Linked DNA regions of Triticum aestivum: region 2 is linked to region 1. The links are chromatin contacts, called in public Hi-C maps. All regions are on one chromosome and are shown on one strand. The core of a region is the stretch at or near the end of the contact, and the rest is flanking DNA. Distances in the headings are between cores, read along the strand shown. Region 1 holds the start of LOC123103920. Region 2 holds the start of LOC778414 (universal stress protein PHOS34).

Region 1 (2,700 bases), core at 22-2,521:
CTTAGCTCACCAGCAAGCTCGACAGAAGCAACACGGCGCGAAAGCTGAACCTTGCCATCAGCGGCAACAGGCAATCCGTCGCCTCCGAAATCGAGCAACGCGACTTTCATGTGATCTATGCTGGCGGTACTGGCAGTAAATAAACTTCGAGAACTCTCTGTCCATAATCCACTGATAACCCTCACGCTGATCGTGGCCTCCATAGAGTCGATGATGAAGCCAAGTGTCAACTTGAGTGTGGTGAGCTTGCTAGTCTCAAGCTTCTCAACCAAGCGTGAGCGAGTGGGTCTGGAATAGCAATTGTAGGGAATAGATACACAGCTTAAATATTCATCCTCGGATTCACTAGCGCCCTTCACTTTCAGCTTAACCTCAAAGTCCGCACGATCCGACACCACAACAGCACGTGTAGGGCCTGTGAGTTCTAGATAGGGACTCTGCACGAAACAATTAAGTAAATGGGCAACAATGTACAGTTGATGGGGGTATAAAAACAAGCACATTATATACTTATAAATCACATAATAGCAAACAGAAGTTAACTAATTATGTTAACTAATCATTAGAATTTGCCAAGTGAGAGTCCAAACCTCCTCACTGATGGTCTGACGATTGTCCCGTTCACGACTGAAGATAATGTTGTGATTGTGATCCAGCGATCGTGATCCAGCGAGTCGCGTGCGGCAACCATACCAAACACACCTAGCGGCCACTCTAATTTTTGCTGCTCTATTCCCATGACTTCGATTGAAAAGATCTGAAGAGTATCATCCTCCCAGGCGAAGTTGGGAGGCGCGGGCTTATCCGTGTAACGCATGGCTGGGATAGCAGCTGCACGCATAAATACGAGGGATTTTGATAAGCATGTGCATCAATGGCGGTTTTCGTCGTTGCCAAGCGAATTCGGCGGAAGGGCTTACTGAAATCATCGAAGGAGCCGAACATACCGGCATATAGACGGTTCCAGTCACGACGACACCTATCTTCATCAGACTCACACGAGTCTTCGTCATCAGACGATGACGAGTCTTCATAAGAATCCGGTTCCTTCTCCTTCAGCTTATCATAGTACCATTGGATCATCTCGATCGCCTGCTTCTCCGCAATCTCCTGGATCCGGTCGGCCTTATCCTTGTTCAGTACCTCCATCGCCTGACGAATCTCACAAGGTAGGGTTTCCATCCCCTCCCGAAAATCACAGGGGAGGGTCTCCATCGTCGTCGTCGTTCACCGCTCTGCTACCGCGAGAAAAACTTCCTCTCGATTGGTGTCGAATTTTTTTTAGGGGAGATTGGTGTCGGATGATACCGGTTGGCTAGCATAAAAAGCCACAAGAGAGAGGACAGACTTGGTCAGATGTGTTGGGCTTCCCGGCCCATACACAGGGAGAAGCTAAGGCCGCTAAAGCCCGGCCCATCTCGCGGGAGACCACAGCCTCTTTTTTCTGTTTTTTCACGTTATTTTTGTTTTCATGTTTTACTTTATTTTTTTACTTTTGTTTATACTTCCAAATATTCTAAATATAATATTAAAAACACTCTACATTAAACAATTAAACAATGTTAATCTAGCATTTGTAAAACGTTAAATGTGTATAGAAAAAAACGCTTCTCATGTATAAAGAATGTATAGGAAAAATTCAATGTGTCTCACAAAAGTAGACCATGTATTTATAAGTGTTATTCAAGCATTTGAAAAATGTTAATCATCTATTTAGAAAAATTTAAATGTGTATAAAAAATGCCCCCGGTGTATACCAAAAATGTCGAATGCGTATTAAACATTGATAATAAAAAAATATAAATTAAAAAAAAATTTGGTTGTGTATAAAAAGTTAATCATATATTTCAAAAATGATAACCGTGTATAAGACTGTTCCTGATACCAAAAGTATACAATATGTGTGAAAAAAAGTAGTCATCAAATAAACATAGTTAGCGAATCAACCTGTGGTTGGATGCTTAGGAGGATAGTGGTAACCCCAACTCATCTGGGTTCAAGCCCTAGACTTGGTGCTCGCATTTTTCTGGATTTATTTCAGACTTTTCGGTGATGTGCGTTCAGTGGGAGGAGACACTCCCGTCGACTATAAAGACGTCTATGGTGACTTCATCATTCTCAGGATAATGTGCTAGTTCAGTCTCTTGAATGTGCTCATAGAGGGTAGGGTATGAGTGCGTGCATGCGTGTGTTCATAGGAATGAATGTATGTGCGCATGCATGAGCGTCTGTATCTGTACTGTGTTAAAAAATCAAATAAAAATAGTTAAAAAATATTAAGCATGTACAAATTAAAATGCTGCTGGCGTTTATAAAAAACCTAAGAACGTGTATTTAAACTTTTGAACATAAAACATAAATTTTATAAAATGTTGCTCGTGTATAACACATGTTAATCATGTATTTTTATTAAACATGTATTAGAAAGTGTTCCTGATATATACTGAAAATGTACGATATGTATTAAAAAGGTAATCATCAAACATTTTCATAAAATTTCAAACATGAATTAGAAAATTGTTCCTGATGTGTATGTATAATGTATAATTGCGTATGAAAACTGTGAACATGTGTTGAAAATGAAGAAAAATAGTCAAAACGGAAGAAACGGAAGGAAGAAGAAAAATAGTAAAAATGGGAGAAACATAAGGAACAAGAAAAAGCACCCAAGGAATACATAAAACCCGAAGGAAAACGGTG
Region 2 (2,700 bases), core at 102-2,601, 130 kb after region 1:
CATCTTGTTTTTAGTGTTTTTATTAATGTAATGTGGACTTTCGCCGGCCTTCGTGACCGGCTTTTATGTTTAATTAAATGCATATATTTATTTTCAAACTGCTCGCAATATTTTTTTTGGCGCGTCGACGAAATGGGTCGGGCCAGCGTTGGGCGCTCACGCCGACCCAAACACAACGTCGGACGTTTGTGTTGCCGATCCAAGCGGACAAAAAACGAATAAAAACATCATCCGTTTGGGTCGGCCCATCGAAGTTGCTCTTAAACGCTTCCTCGTAAAAAAAAGTAACCAGACCAAACTTTTCGGTGCGAACGGGGGAAGAAACAACCGAAAAGAGGAAAATGCACACACGAGATTGTGACGTGGACCTCCAAATATCCATCGGCACCTTCAGCTGTCCCCATCAGCGCTGGTGATCACTCCAGAAGCATACCGCGCCGTGGCGTGCCATAGTCGTGCAGCACTTGGCATGGTAGTACGCCTGTTGGCATATGGGGCGCCACCCGGTTACGCCGTTTGAGAGAAAGTTGTATGCATATTTTCTTTTAATAAAATAATACATAAAGTCCTTGGATCTTCGCCTCTGTCTGAAAAATATTTAAAAAAAATCCTCACCTTCATCTAAAAAAAAGTAAAAAAGAAAAAAAATCCACAACAGCCTATCAGCGAGTGCCACTTTGCATAACCCTTCATTTAAAAAATACCAGAGATCCTCATCTCCATCTAAAAAAATACATTTGAAAAATAATCCACACTTTCATCTAAAAAAATAACAAAAGATTTCTCACCGCGGCCAACCAGCTTGCGCCACATGGGATAGCTGGTTGGCCGCCCTTCATGGGTAGCTTAATGATTTTAATTTGATGGAGAGAGAGAGAGCGCGTGGAGTCCACACCACCGTTTCAAACTTGGCTTTGATGAATTGGCAGAAAGAAACTTGTCTCTTGTAGAACCTTCAGCCGGACTTTTCGTCAGAGGGGAACTTTTAGTTGCTCTAGAACTGGCAACAAAAATACAGTAATTCAAGTGTCGAGTATGGATATTTTCCAAGTTTCAAAATTCAATAATTCCTTTTCTTTTGCGGGTTAAATCCATAATTCCCCCAAGGAGTCACGAAATCTGTCCATGCAGAAATCATCTTGTACTATACTAGATTACACGCCGAAATCTGTAATAATAATTGCCCCAAGTTTCTGAAATATTTCCAGATTGCGAACAAACATTAGGAGAAAGAAGAATCTTTGCAGGAGGCAGAGAGGGAAATTTCCAAAGGTGTCCCAGCGGGTGCGCATGTGGGCGCCCTCAATCACGCACACATGCCATGTAGCACCGCACCGCGTCAAACAAATATCCTCTGGCCGACAAGAGAAGGCCACCACCGTCGTCGTCGTCCTTAATTGTTCCTGCGTCTCCCAACTTTTCCTTCCAAACAGCGGTGACCTCCACCACCACCCAAGAGCCGAGCGAGGAGAAGAGAAGAGATCGGCCATGGCTGCGGACGGCGAGAGGTGGGTGGGCCTGGCGGTGGACTTCTCGGAGGGGAGCCGCGCGGCGCTGCAGTGGGCGGCGGACAACCTGCTCCGCTCCGGCGACAACCTGCTCCTCCTGCACGTCCTCAAGGACCCCGACTACGAGCAGGGCGAGACCCTCCTCTGGGAGGCCTCCGGCTCGCGTGCGTACCAACCAAACTCCTTCCTCCTCTTCCTCCCTAGTCCTCCTGTTCTTGCTACTGTACCGCAACCAGTTGTGTACCTGTCAGCCTGCTTGCTGCTCCTGATCTTAGTTCCTTGTCGCGCCCACCAATCCCCCCGATCCGTGCTAAGATTCCGATCTGTACGAGCCGCGTCGGCGCAAGGGGTAGCGGTTGCCATGACCCGCACGCGTATGTTCGTGGTCATGTCTGTTGCCTACTTGCTTCTTGTCTTGGAATTAATTGGTCTGCCTTTCGCTGTACCGGAGCATAACACCAGCAATATCCTGCTCTGGTTGTAGAATTTGTTTTGACTGGATTTAGAAGGGGGGCTAGCGAAGACAGAGCATGGCTTGTCCGGGGCGCGGTTGGCAACCGATCCTAGGTGTCGCTTTAACTCTGGAGCAGCGGCGCCGATTTCGGTTTGCCGAACTGACCACTCGATCTAAACTCTGGATCTAACCATTTCTTATTAAGCTCCGGGTCTAACCTGTTTGTTTTGCTAAACATTAACCTGGATGAACAATAGTAATTTGTTGGCGCTTGCAAATTGTAATGACTACACAGGGATCATAGGATTTGCTACACTTCCAATTTAAGCTTCAGAGAACCGTTCTGTCCGCCAATAGGTTTCTTTTTTTTCTTAATGCACAACAGTTATGTTCCAAAGAATCAAGATACTCTATCCATCATTGCGGCTTAGATTATGTTACATTTTTTAATGTACGGCAGCGATAAATATGGACGCATCAATGAGTAAACTAGTTATTCCTGTTCATATAGCGAATTTAACCATGAATGGCTTGTGTGATATTCCTTGTTCATGCAGTTTACATGTGAAAGATCCTAGTGTGCTCACACCTTGTATCAACGTGTTTTACAACTGTGGCCTACTGCTCAGTGCTCACTGTACTCATTTCTTTCTTCCATTTCAGCTTTGATCCCCCTCTCGGAGTTCTCTCACCCTTCAACTGCAAAGAAATATGGGGTGAAGCCTGATGCTGAAACGC

The links. Hi-C and Micro-C count contacts between places; a contact is called where the count stands out from the background.
Region 2: a contact with region 1 is called in a Hi-C map of leaf, with 2.6 times the contacts expected there. The contact joins the promoter of LOC778414 here to the promoter of LOC123103920 in region 1. A contact is called at or near these places in 3 of 5 Hi-C or Micro-C datasets (leaf and an unstated tissue).

Annotation. Positions count from the first base shown.
Region 1 is chr1A:106,075,876-106,078,575 of IWGSC CS RefSeq v2.1, forward strand. LOC123103920 reads right to left here and starts at 1,272. Exons shown (of 3, transcript XM_044525714.1): 1 at 948-1,272; 2 at 591-831; 3 at 315-437. The coding sequence starts at 1,215. The coding sequence ends at 425.
Region 2 is chr1A:106,210,665-106,213,364 of IWGSC CS RefSeq v2.1, forward strand. It overlaps LOC778414 (universal stress protein PHOS34), which reads left to right and starts at 1,352. Exons shown (of 4, transcript XM_044462354.1): 1 at 1,352-1,672; 2 at 2,626-2,700. The coding sequence starts at 1,489.